2 separate regions of the Mus musculus genome follow, and region 2 is linked to region 1. Evidence: chromatin contacts called from public promoter capture Hi-C data. All regions are on one chromosome and are shown on one strand. Each heading gives the region's core, a stretch centred on a gene start, on an enhancer-like site or on the middle of the called end of the contact. The rest is flanking DNA. Distances are from core to core; before and after follow the strand shown. Region 1 overlaps Gtf2ird1 (general transcription factor II I repeat domain-containing 1). Region 2 holds the start of Ncf1 (neutrophil cytosolic factor 1).

Region 1 (3,451 bases), core at 615-3,114:
CTCGGTATTAAAGTTTCTGCTTAGCCAGGGATGGCACAGCTCATGACCTATCTGGTCATTATGCCAACAAGGGGAAGCTCGAAACGCTATTTTGAAGCAGTGGGACAACTCAAGCTCCTGTCCTGCTACTACTCCAGCCACAAAAGACCTGTACAGGCTTTCTGTTGTTCTGTTTTGCTTTTTGTGAGGCAGGGTCTCATGGAGCCCAGGCTGACCTTGAACTCCCTTTGGAGCCCAGGATGACCTTGGATTCCTGATCCCCCTCCCGTGCTGGGATTACAGGCCTGTTTACACTATGCCTGGATTCTGAGTGCTGGGGATGGAATCCAGGGCTTTGTGGATGCCAGGCAGGTGCTCTGACCACTGAACCACACCACCATCCCTTACCTGCTCATGAAGCCCCTGTTATATACCCATGTTTCTAAGGGCCAGGCTCAGCAAGAAGCAACTCGGAGCCACTGGACAGATCACAGTCACGGAAGCTGACCTGAGGACCCCTTCAGGGGCAGCCTCAGAAGGTAGAAGCCCCAAGCAAGGGCAGGCCCTTGTAGTGATATGCTTGCTCATCCATGCAGGCTTCTACCTCATGGGAGCCACAGACACCTTGGACCCTGTGAAAGGTCAGGTCACTGATGGACCGACTGCAGGGGAAGAGGCCCTGGGATGGCTTAAGGTCCAAAACCTCTAAAGCCGAGGCCAAGAAGGACAGGCATGGAGGTACCCACCCACCTGTAATCCCAGCATTTGGGAGGCTGTGTGTGCTGCTACCACCACAGGGCTTAACAACAAAGTGGGGCCCTCTGAGGAGCGAACTGCCCACAGGAGACTGGCCTATGGACGTGTCTGTGAGGAATCCTGTAAACGGATGCTCAGCCCACTGTGGGTGGTGCCCTCAATGGGCGTGGTCCTGGGCTGTGTAAGAAAGCCCAGCACTAGCAAGGGCTGAGGCAGAGAGTGAGTTAGTGAGCAGCATTCCTCCAAGATATCTGCAGAGTTCCTGCCAGCTTTCCTCAAGGAGGGACTGGGACCCAGAAGTGGAAATAAACCTTTTCCCTGCCCCAAAGTTGCTTCCCTTCAGTCGTTGTGTTTATCACAGGGGTGACAGGATGAAACTGGGACAGGGGGATGAGTGTATAAATGGTGTGTGTGTGTGTGTGTGTGTGTGTGTGTGTGTGAGAGAGAGAGAGAGAGAGAGAGACAGACAGACAGACAGACAGACAGACAGACACTCAGACACTAGGATCAGAGTGCCTGATCTGAATGTGTGGAAACGTCACAAAACCAACTATTTTAGCCAACCCGTCTGACATAACTTAGGAAGCCATGGAGAATGTAGAGCACAGAAATGCAGACCTGTAATCCCGGTGGAAAAAGAAGACTCAGAAATTCAAGGTCATCCTGGGCTACACAGTACACAGACCATGCATGTCTTAAAAACAAAACAAAAACAAAAACAAACAAACAACAACCCAGAAAACAAAACAAAGGACCCCCAAACTAAAACAGCCAGCAGTGGTGTTGCGAGCCTTTGATCCCAGCACAAGGGAGGCAAAGGCAGGCGGGTCTGATAAGTTTGAGGCCAGCCTGGTCTACGTATTAAGTTCCAGCCAGAACTACACAGGGAAACCTTCTCTCCAAACAAACAAACAAACAAATTAAAATAAAATGAAACAAACAAACAAGCCAGTAAGGGTAGACTAAGTTGGGTGTCTGAATTAAGCTCAGGGCATGAACGTGGCTTCCTGTTCTTCCTCTGAGAGACCAAGGGTTCCTTGCTCTTCCCGGAGCTCTGGGAGCTCACACACACATCTGGATACCAAAAGGCCTGAAGCAGTCGGAGAGCAATGCTGGCGTGGGGGCGGGAACTAGCTTCCTGTCGGGGGCCCTGCTTCCCCTCTCAGCCCCACCCACTGACCCAGCGGCTGCAGACTTAACAAGGCGACCATTCTTTAGGAAGTAAGGAGTTGGGGGGAGGTACAGTCCGACTAGGAGGGGTTTCATATCATTTTCCGCAGGGGAAAAAAGCCAAATGTCCTCATAGGGTGCCCAGGCTGGAAGGCACACTTCACTGACTTAGGGTCCCAAAGCTCTAGAATCATCTGCTCCTCTTTTTTGCTTTTGTGGTTCTGAGGATGAAAAATCCAGTCCTTCATACATGTTAGGCAGGGGCTCTACCACTGAGCCACGCCCCCAGCCCCTCACTGGAGGATTCTAGGCAGGGGCTCTACCACTGAGCCACGCCCCCAGCCCCTCCCTGGGGGACTCTAGGCAGGGGCTCTACCACTGAGCCACACCCCCAGCCCCTCCCTGGGGGATTCTAGGCAGGGGCTCTACCACTGAGCCACACCCCCAGCCCCTCCCTGAGGGATTCTAGGCAGGGGCTCTACCACTGAGCCACGCCCCCAGCCCCTCCCTGGGGGATTCTAGTCAGGGGCTCTACCACTGAGCCACGCCCCCAGCCCCTCCCTGGGGGATTCTAGTCAGGGGCTCTACCACTGAGCCATGCCCCCAGCCCCTCACTGGGGGATTATAGGCAAGGGCTCTACCACTGAGCCATGCCCCCAGCCCCTCACTGGGGGATTCTAGGCAGGGGCTCTACCACTGAGCCACGCCCCCAGCTCCTCACTGAGGGATTCTAGGAAGCCTTTCTTTCATAGAACGGAGCCAATTCACACCTCTTGATAATGAAGTGAATGCTGTGTCGCTCCTCCAGAATCCTCTTCAGCTTCGGCACTCCGTAAGTACAGGGTCGCTTGAAGGGGATCTTGTCTGGAATACCCACAATTTCCACAGCCTCGGGGTCACAGGCAATCTTCCTATAGGGCACAGGGACCATGTGGTCCAGGCCCAGGGCTTCCGCTGGAAGGGTAAGAACAAGGGTGAATGCAAGGGACAAGTCACAGTGGATACGGTGTTGGCCACAGTCCATCTAACACTGTTGGCTGCGTGTGCTTCTTTCAACGTTTTTAGACAAAGTCTCACTATGTAGCCCTGGCTGACTCAGAACTCACTATGTAGACCAGGTTAGCCTCAAGCTCAAAGATTTGTCTTGCTCCCCAAATGTAGGCATTAAAGAACAGTGTCCCCCAGCTACACACACACAAACACACACACACACAAATACACACACACAGGGTTTCTCTGGGTAGCCCTGGCTATCCTATAAGTCACTCTATATACAAGGCTAACCTCAAACTGCCTTCTGAGTGCCACCACAACCTGGCCCAGCATCCTTTTTCAAACACTTTAGAAGGTTCACTATTTATTTATTGGGAGTCATGGCTAAGGGCCACAGCCTGAGTGTGGAGGTCAGAGGACAACTTGCAAGAGTCGGTTCTCTCCTTCCATCATGTGGGTTCCAGAGCAAGAGGCTTAGCCGCAAGCACCTGTACCAATTGAGCCATCTTGCTTCCTTCCTGTTCCTCATTGAGACAGGGCCCTGCTCTATATC
Region 2 (3,451 bases), core at 602-3,101, 170 kb before region 1:
CACCGGGAGGGGGAGCCATTGGGTCCACAAAAGTCCCATTGAAATATTCTCATTCCCACCCACCCACCCCCTTTGTGTGTGTGTGTGTGTGTGTGTGTGTGTGTGTGTGTGTGTGTGTGTGTGTTATCTCCTCTGTCCCTGTCTCCTTCATTTGTTTATTTTGAGACAGGGTCTCACTATGTAGCCCTCGGAAATCTCTAGGTACCCCAGGCTAATCTGACTTCAGATACATGCTGAGCTTGAGGTCCACAAAGGCAGAGGCAAAGCTGCAGTTCGAATCTGCCCCTCCCCCAACACTCACATGGAACTCGTAGATCTCGGTGAATTTTCTGTAGACCACCTTCTCCGACAGGTCCTGCCACTTAACCAGGAACATGTACACCTGAGGGGCATTAGAGCCGAGAGGGGCACTCAGCACCCACGAGGACCATGCTGTGCCCCTGGGCTGCCTTTTTAGCCTTGGATGGAAGGCTGAGGGGTTGTGGTGAGGCAATCTTTGGGGGTTTTGCTACATTGTGAGACTCTGTCTAAAAATACCCCTGTGATTGTCTCCAGGGGAGGGATGGAGGACATGAAGGAAACACCCAGGGTGACCGCTGTCCCCTCTTCTGGTGTGGCTTTTGGTTGTGGAATGATTCAGAACATTTATATTTAGAGAGGGAGGGAGGAGGGAGGGGAGACTTAGCTCTTAACTGCTGAGGGTCCCAGGTAAACAGCTTACAAGTGCTGGGCGGCACCATCTCTGGCCTGCCTTGGGCCGAGCAGACCCAGTGATAGAGTCTAGATATATGGGCAGATATTCCTCGACCTCATCTCCCCAGGGCAAACGGGAGACATCGTCCCCTACTAGGGATCCAAACTCAGTAACCAATATCATAGAAGAGGAGAGAAAAAAAAGCCACAGTTTCCAGGCCTCGCAGGCTGCCATGCAGGGCCACTCCTGGAGCTGACTAGACAGGGAGGTTTCCTGGTAGGAATGAGCCTTGGTCCTAGGCACTGGACAGAGGGTAAGGTTGAGCTCTGGCATGCTTGGGGGCTCAGTGTGAAGACAGAGAGGGAGGCAGCTGGGACGGTGCACAGGGGTATCTGCTCACCATGGCAGGGTCCTTTGTGAACACCCAAGAGAAGCCTGAAGCCCAAGGATAAGAAAGCCCTGTGCCTGAGAGGTCCCCACGGAGGTATATCTTCCCCTGGTCCCCCTCCCCCTCACATCCTTCCCTTGGTCCCCCTCCCCCTCATAGCCTCCCCTGGACCCCTCCTCCCATATCCTTCCCCTGTTCTCCCTCCCCCCATATCCTTCCCTGGTCCCCCTCCCTCTCACATCCTTCCCTTGGTCCCCCTCCCCCTCATAGCCTCCCCTGGACCCCTCCTCCCCATATCCTTCCCCTGTTCTCCCTCCCCCCATATCCTCCCCTGGTCCCCCCTCCCTCTCACATCCTTCCCCTGGTCTCCCTCTCTCCATATCCTTCCCCTGTTCTCCCTCCCCCCATATCCTCCCCTGATCCCCCTCCCTCTCACATCCTTCCCTTGGTCCCCCTCCCCCTCATATCCTCCCCTGGACCCCTCCCCCCATATCCTCCCCTGGTCCCCCTTCCCCTCACATCCTTCCCTGGTCTCCCTTCCTCTCATCTCCTTCCCTGGTCCAGGTGGTTTTTGGGTAGCAGCAGAGTGATAGCACTGTCCCCACTATGCGCTCCTGCAGGGCACTCTTAGGCTACTCACATAGTGCTGGCTGGGGATGAAGCGCTTCTCGAAGCCCAGCAGGGCAATATGGCGAATGAAGGTGTCCCCCATGGCTGGGCCGTGACAGGGACACTTCTCTCTATAGCCTGGGCTGGGCCTTAAATACACTAAAAAGAAGAAGTGGTTTCTGCTGCTTGTGGGGTAAGGGCGGGGAAGGCCCAGGAGGCTCTTAGACTTAGTCTTTCACTTTCTGAGAATTTTTGAGCTTCAACAGAGTGGTGGGGCAGCCAGGGGCCCTGAAGCACAGAAACCTGTTCTACCGACACCATGGCCCAACCCAGGCACTGGGGCCTCTCTACAGTTCTGAACCACCCCCAACAAACATGGGGCTGGAGAGCTGGTGCAGTGCTTAAGAGCACTGACTGCTCTTCCAGAGGTTCTCAGTTCAATTCCCAGCAATCACATGGTGGCTCACAACCATCTGTAATGGGATCTGATGCCCTCTTCTGGTGTTGTCTGAAGACAGCTACAGCATGCTCAGATTAATAAAATAAATAAATAAATCTTAAAAAAAAAAAAGCTGGGTGTGGTGGCAGGCAGAGGCCGGCAGATTTCTGAGTTCGAGGCCAGCCTGGTCTACAAAGTGAGTTCCAGGACAGCCAGGGCTATACAGAGAAACCCTATCTCAGGAAAAAAAAAAAAGCCTGTGACCCCAGCCCTTGGGAGGTAGAGGCAGGAGAATCAAGGGTTCAAGGCCAGCTTCAGCTATATAATGAGTTTGAAGATAGCCTGGCCTACGTGAGATTGACTTTAGAAGTCCTGTCTTTACAGGACCAGGACTGGACATGGCTCCGCAGATAAAGTCCTTGGCATACAAGCCTGAGGACCTGAGTTCTATCTCTAGAACCTACATTAAAGAAAAGTTTAGGGCCAGCGAGATGGCTCAGTGGGTAAGAGCACTGTCTGCTCTTCTTCTGAAGGTCCTGAGTTCAAATCCCAGCAACCACATGGTGGCTCACAACCATCTGCAATGTATAATAATAAATAAATCTTTGGGCGGAGAAAGCAGGGACTGATGGAGAGAGAAGAGTTATCTGAAGTGAGAGGGTCCGACCTGAGCAAGGGGAGGTCCTAAATTCAATTCCCAACAACCACATGAAGGCTCACAACCATCTGTACAGCTACAGTGTACTCATATACATAAAATAAATACATAAATCTTTTTAAAAAGCCAGGTGTGGTGGCACACACCTTTAATCCCAGCACTTGGGAGGCAGAGGCAGGTGGATTTCTAAGTTCGAGGCCAGCCTGGTCTACAAAGTGAGTTCCAGGACAGTCAGAGCTATACAGAGAAACCCTGTCTCGAAAAACCATTTAAAAAAAAAACTTTTTTAAAAAAATAAAGAAAAGCTCAGAATCCTCTGTGTGTGTGTGTTTGTGTGTGTGTGTAGATGCAGTTATAGGCAGTTGTGAAATAGCAGACATTGATGTTTGGTACTGAAGTTAGATCCCTCTGCAAGAGAGAGAAGCAGTCGCAGCCACGGAGCCCTCCCTTAGCCTGGAAAGTATGTACTTTTTTATTTTTCGTTTTTCCCAGATAGAGTTTCTCTGTGTAGCCCTGTGTCCTGGAACTCACTCTGTAGACCAGGCTGGCCCAAACTCAGAAATGCACCTGCCTCTGCCTCCTGAGTGCTGTAGTTAAAGGCATGTGCCACCACTGCCTAACTTCTGGTGTCTACACTAAATAAGTAGAGTCAGGAGGTCTCTG

The links. Promoter capture Hi-C pulls out the DNA fragments that hold promoters and counts their contacts.
Region 2: a promoter capture Hi-C map of hematopoietic stem and progenitor cells shows a contact between it and region 1. The contact joins the promoter of Ncf1 here to the enhancer-like site in region 1. A contact is called at or near these places in 4 of 39 promoter capture datasets (the C10 cell line, hematopoietic stem and progenitor cells and liver), 1 of 115 datasets of contacts at active chromatin or transcription factors (double positive thymocytes) and 3 of 9 other capture datasets (adipose tissue, liver and pancreatic islet).

The regions. Positions count from the first base shown.
Region 1 is chr5:134,392,942-134,396,392 of GRCm38.p6, forward strand. It overlaps Gtf2ird1 (general transcription factor II I repeat domain-containing 1), which reads right to left. Exons shown (of 30, transcript NM_001081464.2): 9 at 2,676-2,859. Among named protein-coding and RNA genes, the nearest start is that of Gm46925, 46 kb to the left of the region's middle. Within about 2 kb of position 1,865, at least 107 of the 459 cell types and tissues checked have an H3K27ac peak or open chromatin away from gene starts, as enhancers often do. A contact at or near this core is called in adipose tissue, double positive thymocytes and hematopoietic stem and progenitor cells, where this site is marked.
Region 2 is chr5:134,227,774-134,231,224 of GRCm38.p6, forward strand. Ncf1 (neutrophil cytosolic factor 1) reads right to left here and starts at 1,852. Exons shown (of 11, transcript NM_010876.4): 1 at 1,723-1,852; 2 at 302-382. The coding sequence starts at 1,794.